Regions from separate parts of the Anas platyrhynchos genome. Here region 1 is linked to region 2. A link is a contact called in public Hi-C data. All regions are on one chromosome and are shown on one strand. Each heading gives the region's core, a stretch centred on a gene start, on an enhancer-like site or on the middle of the called end of the contact. The rest is flanking DNA. Distances are from core to core; before and after follow the strand shown.

Region 1 (3,387 bases), core at 724-3,223, 140 kb before region 2:
CATTCCTTTGTTCTTGTATTACAAATTTAGTTAAAGGATACCCTGACTTGATCCTTTCTACTTTCTTTTATAATTTCCTGTACATTCTGATTTATCACCTTTCTAAACGGTCTTAATTATTTTTTCCATACAGCTTTTCCAGACATATATGTTTCTTGTCTCAGAGCCCCTCTGTGACTGTTAAATCTTTCTCAGATATGAATAACCTAACCCTGAATACCATAATCAATTCTAGAGCACCACTGATTTATTATAGTGACATTACATCTTTTTGAGGATTAATTTTTAGCCAATTTCTTCAGCGAAGATTTTCACTAAGCCATCCACATATGGTAAACAGGTCATTTCCCCAGTAGGTTACAGTTAACTCAGGTTCACTACTGAAGAATACAGTGTTCCAAATATTCCTGGGAGCATAAACTATATTCCATTCACCACCAATTAATTTTATTTACCATGGTGTTACCAGTTACACCATGATACAAGAATCAGGATAGCTCTCAGATGTATCTAACAACCTTCTTAAATCTTAATTAATACAAACTATTTCATCTCAGTAGAAAATTCTGATTTCTCTATGTTATTGTTCATTTCCAAATTATAATGAATATATTAAATAACATCAAACCCAGGATCTATCCTTGGAGAATCCAGGCTGTGACAACCCAAATGAAGGAGAATTTTAGAAATTATGAGTGTGATTTTAAATGTCTCACTGAGACACAGTGAAATCCCACATCCCATGAGAAAGAGTCTAAGAAAAATTGGCTTAATCTAAAAAAAACAGAGAGAGAGAGAGAAGTTATGCAACCTTTTCCTGAAGAATAATAGCAGGACATTTCTCATATAGAAGTCAAAGCTGGTCTGCCTTTGGAAGAAGCACATTTTAAAGACAAGTAAAAATTAAAGACACGCTGAAGTTTTTAAGCAGTTGTGCCAATGTACGTGTCTTAAAACAAATGCTTCCATCTGCCAGCTTTGTAGGGACATGGGGCTGAACGTGACATTCTGAATGGTCAGATTCATTCCTGCCTGTCACATGCACCACGTCCCATTAATCCCACCAGATAACTCTAACGCTCTACCTTAAAAAAAAAACACAGTAGGTATTTTGTTTCCACTCCTCTCACTGAAAAGCTGTTGCTGAGCTGATTGCTCAGAAGAGACCTTTTTTAGTTTTCAGTGTCCATTTATTCATGGCCAGTTTATTGTATTCGTATTGTGTTTGAGCTTTTGTCAATTACTTCCCTTCCTTTACTAGCACATAGCAAAACATGTTACTTACACTAAATATTTATACTATTGGAAACACCTCAAGCGGGTCACTGTCACATTCATGATTTTTATGGTTACAAGGGCAGACCTATCACTTAATTCAGATAATCAGAAAACGGCAACAATAATCAAAAGCCTAAAAATGGTTAAGATAATATAGTATTGGAGTATGTTATATAGATGACACATTCAGGTTAGTAACAGATTACAAAGGAAGGTTTCTGTTCTGCAGACGATGCTCCTCTGCCAGCAAGCCCCTACTTGGTGTTGTGATGCCTGCCTGCAGATGCCCCCAACCTCTGAAACATCCAAAATTCGGTGAGATTTGCTCCCCCACAGCCCACCCACCTGTTAGCGGTATTTAGGGTAAAACACCTGTCTTTAAGGTTTAGTCTCTCTCATTTCCCCCCTCTCGTCTATTATCCACACAGCTTTAGGTGCGACACCTCTCACGTTGCTGTCCCCCACGAACTCCGCAGGTAAACCTCACAGCTTTATTATAACCCTGAGACTACACTACTTTCCTCACTGGTGTAGGCAAAGCAGTAAGCCTGAAAGAAACCTTAAGAAACAAAGCACCAACCGGGCGTTATTCCTCCGCCACCGGCTCTCCCCTCAGCCCCCCGGCCCCGCTCCCCGATGGCGCCGCCGTTCCCCTGTTGCTAGGAGGCGGCTGCGGCGCATGCGCTGGGCGGCGGGCGGGAAGGTGGCGCCCGCGGCCGGGCGCCGCTGAGGGGAGCCCGGGATGGCGGCCCCCCCGCCTCCCCTCGGCTCCCTCAGCCGCCCGGCGGCGGGTCCAAGCGGGCTCCCCGTGGCCCTGCCGCCGCCTGCAGCCCTCCCTGTGTCACTGCAGAGCGCTGTGCCGCCCCCTTTACCCCGCCAGGCCGCGCCCCGGCTGCTAGAAATGCGGCTTTTTGCTTGTTTTTGGCCGCAGTGTGGCGGGGCAGGAGTTCAGGGAGGGCTTTGGAGGGGGGAGCTGAGGGTACAGGGCAGAGGGAAGCGAGGATCCTGCTTCTGGCCCTGGATTTTGCTGTAAGCAGCCGTGGGAGAGGGGAAAATGGCAAATAATGGCACGCAGTTGAGTCCCCTTTGCAATTTATCCCCACTCAGGAGTGCAAGTGGCAATTCTTTTAGGGAAGGGCTAAGTCTTTAATACAGGTGGGCTGGGGTACTGATGAAAAAATAAATCCTTAACTTCTCTAAATGAAAGAGAAAGGCTAGTTCCTCACACAAGTAATACTGAATTCTTATGAAAATTAATAAATATATACCATCTGTTTAAAAACTAAAAGTTCTCCTGTGCATCCTTCCATCATATTCTTTCTTTCTTTCTTCCTTCCTTCCTTCCTTTCTTTTTTGGCTCATATTATTCTTGTTTCACTGTCTGCAGAGCATTTGTGGGAAAATAAAAAGCCGTCGGTTCTTGGGAGCAAGCAGATAAAACAGTTATGCAACATAGAGCAAGGCAGAGGCAAATCTCTGTTAGAGCATCATGCATGGTGGCCCCGCAGTTAAGACACCAGCACAGAGCTTTGTTAGAGGACCAGAAGAGTTATCTCCTTTCTATTATCAGCTTTGGGCTGATGATGGAGAAAGCCATGCCAGATAGTTGTGCTATTTTCAGAACAAGAATTCATTGTCGTATTCTCTTTTGCCAGCTAAGGCTGTTTTGGAGTGAATGCTAAGCCAAATTCTGAAATCGAATAACATTTTCTAACTTCAAATTGCAGTTTAATTGCCATCAGTAACTGCAGAAGCAAATGGGAACAGGCAAATATAATCATTTTTGGACCTCAAAATCGGGTAATAATAGGTAAAGACATTACAGCTACTATTAACTCTCTCCTGTGATCTCTTTTTTATCACATATCTCATTCCTTTCTTCCCAGATTTTTTATTACGTTGCACTGCAAGTATAAATTCAGTTCTATTTTTATAATCCATATCAATCTGCAGAGATCGTAGCACAAATAGGTCCAGGCCTTGTTGGTTTATTCTGTGATAAATGTGATTACAGTTGTAGCAGAAGAGTTGGTGGGTCATTTTTAGTTGTAAACAAGCCCCATACATAATGGTGTCTTGTTCCACTTTTACCATCACCACTCCCGTAGA
Region 2 (3,507 bases), core at 88-2,587:
CTTTAGAATGCCAACCTGAAGTGTATTGGTAGCATGCTTTTTTAGTAAATACTTCATATTTGTAAAATTTGTGTTTGTCTATGTATGCCTTCCTTGCATCTTTAAGTAGGGGATTAAAAATGATGGAGGTGGTTCAGAAAGAAAATCTATTATTAATTTAGTGGAAGTAGTTAGATGTTCATCTCCTGTGCAGCTCTTAAAATATTTAGTTCTTTAATGATAGTAATATGTTCATTATAATGAATTACATTCTGGGAGAATCTTTTTCCAACAAGGATTTTGCTTCATTGGAAATAGTTGAGACTTCATTAAAAATTGATCATATCAATTATTTCATTAAAGCAAAGTCTCAATTTTTTCATTCAGATAGTGTTTCAAACTGCTACAATGTGGTTTTCTTTGTATTTATTCAAGTGCATAAGAGGAAAATGTCCGTGTTCGAATTTTTCAATATGAGTACATACATTAAGAATTTTAAATAACTACTAGAGCCCCTCCTAGTTGCATATTTCATGGGCTTTAATTCCTAAATTCACAAATTAACTTTAAGCCATTAATTTCAGTATAAGTGCTACTAGAATTGCTACTTGTGCTGGCTGTCATGAGTACTATTTGGTATTGCAACAGTACCCTAGGGCTATTAAGGTTTAAGTAAATGTGGAGTTACATAGCCTAGCACAGGAAAAAAAAAAAAAAAAAAAGAAAGAAAAAGGAAAAAAAAAAGATCTTTGTCTAGTAAAGGAATAGATCAGGCTGGGAGGCATCATACAAGTGACGTGGTGAGAGAGCAACCACTGACTCACAGCTTTTTTAGCTCCAGTTTCTTATATTGTACCTGCTGCTTTTACTTCCTCCCTTTTGTTTCCCTGCGTCAGTTTTGGCTTTTGATTTCTTCTGGTCCGTGTTTGCCAAGTCTTCACTGCTCTGGGCATTTGGGTGAGGAAACATGACCTCAGATAAAAATCCTCAGGGTGATTACTGAGGACGGGGGAGGCTACAAGGCTGGTAAGAGCCCAGCTTTTGGGAGAGCTGATTCACTGCCCTCAATGTCCTTGGGAGCGCCCCTTGCCTTGTGATGACAGGCAAAAGATGCAGCTGTGTCAGATTCATAGCTCAGTTTTAATAAAAATAGCTTATTGGCAAGGTGAGAGTGGCGTGTGGGACCTGCGCTACTGGATCGTAATATCTTCCCAAAATGCTGTTTGCAATTGAGGTTTATTTTTGCTGAAGACAGGCCTGCCCTCAGAGGAAAAGCACGCCTCCCCTCCCACCCCAGCAGGGTCTCATCAGCTGCTCGGCGTTGTGCAGGAAGTCTGCGGCAGGGCCTGGCGCTGAACCTACATGTCAGTGTCTAAACCACAGGCACATCCTTCCTCCTTGCCTCCCCCAGTTTTAAACAGCATTAATAGGGTGTGTTTTTTGTTCAGAATCGATGGGCTTGTTTCACTTTAACCTCTGCCTCGTGGGATATACTAGGTGCGAAGATAATCTAAGATAAGGACGTTTCAGTGATTTTGGTGCTAAAAGGGAAGGGAGCTTGGTTTCCTGCATTCTTTTCATTATTGTTCCAGCCTAAATTAATTCATCCAAATCTCCTCTCCATTCTTGAGCATCCCACGCGCTGGATTCCATCCCCTGGCCTTGGCAGCATCCCTGGATCCCCAGCCCCGCCTCTGCAGAGTTAGCCCTCGTCCGTGGGGCAGTTTGCTCAATCGCGTATGATAATCCCTGCAGCTGCCAGTCCAGAATGCTTATCTGATATTTCCCCTACTCTTCTTTGTCCTAAACTATTTAATGTGGAGGCCAGAAGGAAAATCAGTTCCCACCGTGCTGTCACAGAGCAGTAAACAACTCGCTGCTTGCTTTAAGGAGCACCTAACGGTGCCTGCGAGCGAAGCAGCCGCGCACTTCAGAGCGACTCGTGCAGGGAAGCCGTGTGGGCTGGACACGCGGCTGTGCTTCCATCTCAGCTGCCTGAGGCGGGGTTTTCCTCTCCTTTTTCAGCTAAAATAGACGGAGTCTCTGGAGCAACACTAGAGGGTATTCTAATACATCATAAAATTCTAGACGCAACACAGTAACATGTCAGGGCAGTGAGGCACGGACCTTAGTTTTTTGCAAAGTTCATAGGTGCTGAGATGCAATGGATTTAACATGGATTCATAACTACTAAAATCTTAGGGAATTGTTTAAATGTTTGGGACAGTTATTGGAAGAGAAGCGTCACTTCTCTAAAACAAATGGAGCATGCTGGGATCTTCAGCAATTCATAAATTCCAGGTCCAAGAAAATAATTTGGGACAATCAGGGAACTGAGCCACTTGTGTGCATAGCCCAACAGCAGAAGGAGCTTTTGCCCATTGGGAAGATGCAGAAAGGCATTGCAGGGTCTGCTCTGATACTGACATTTTAATGCTGTGCAATCCAAGACATATGTTTGGGAGAAAAGTAACTTCGTGATGCTTTTCCTTACTGTGTTGTAGAAAGAAAATAAACCTATAAAAAAAAAAAAAAAGTTCTATGTTAAAGTTAGAAGCAATGTCTTACTGATGAAACTCCTGGAGGCCATTCCAGCAGGATGCTGTTAGCTGCCTTCCATTCCCATTGGCTTTCCATATGAAGACTCAGGTGTTCTGCAGTATTTCCTGCATAAACAAACCCTTTTCTTCTCTTACGTTTATTAAAGGTGAGGGCAGGGAGAAAGGCTGATGGTCAGTCTTAATGGGCAAATTTTTTCAAGGCTCTGATTGAAGAAGTTTCTATTACTTCCAGGTTGCTTGACCAAATAGCCCAGAGAAACTGAGTTTTTGCTTGTTTTGTTGGTTTTCTGTTTCTTTTGTGAGCCTTCAGTCTTTGCCCTCTGAAAACAGAGCCCATTTGAGGGTCTTAGTGCTAAAACCAGTGGTTACTTTATCTGCAGTGCTCATGTGAGAGTTTCTGGCTTTCCTTAATGCTGTTGCAAATTGCTTCATGGGAGAGTTAAAGATGAAGATATTCAACTAATGCTCCCATCACAAGAATATTTAATTACAGATTTAAAAGGCAGCGGTCTTCTCTGACATTCACCACTTCTAAGCAGCATTACATAATTCATGTTCACTTGATACTTTATAAACAGTTATTTGGTATTAGGCACTTACAGACGTTGAGGTGGCTACATAAAATGTAATCCAATCTGGCTAAATCTATAAGATCTGGTGCAGAAGTGCTTTGTTACGAGGTACAGATTGTGTTTCAACTTCACTTATTGTCAGTCACTTTGACAAATGACATCTTGGAAGAAGCATGGACTTGAAGGTTAGATGCAAATGAAGTGCTGAGTTTGGTATTTTGTCTCACTAAAATTTACATCATTCCCAGTAAATATACACCTTCTAGGCTATTCACAGTGTGGATAAACTAAGGAAATGGGTTTCTGTTTGCAGTTATGAACAGCTGCATGCAGTGGAGGTGTGTTTGCTTCAACTGCAGAAGCAGTGGTGGGGCTTTCAGCTGTGACAGCTCGCT

Evidence for each region. A called contact is a pair of places that touch in the nucleus more often than the background predicts.
Region 1: a Hi-C map of subcutaneous adipose tissue shows a contact between it and region 2, with 1.6 times the contacts expected there. The contact joins the promoter of ARMC3 here to the enhancer-like site in region 2. A contact is called at or near these places in 2 of 8 Hi-C or Micro-C datasets (skeletal muscle and subcutaneous adipose tissue).

What each region holds. Positions count from the first base shown.
Region 1 is chr2:140,897,480-140,900,866 of IASCAAS_PekinDuck_T2T, reverse strand. ARMC3 (armadillo repeat containing 3) reads right to left here and starts at 1,973. Exons shown (of 18, transcript XM_072033698.1): 1 at 1,859-1,973.
Region 2 is chr2:140,755,276-140,758,782 of IASCAAS_PekinDuck_T2T, reverse strand. All of the region lies in intron 5 of PIP4K2A (phosphatidylinositol-5-phosphate 4-kinase type 2 alpha), which reads left to right. Among named protein-coding and RNA genes, the nearest start is that of PIP4K2A, 97 kb to the left of the region's middle. Within about 2 kb of position 1,337, at least 3 of the 8 cell types and tissues checked have an H3K27ac peak or open chromatin away from gene starts, as enhancers often do. A contact at or near this core is called in subcutaneous adipose tissue, where this site is marked.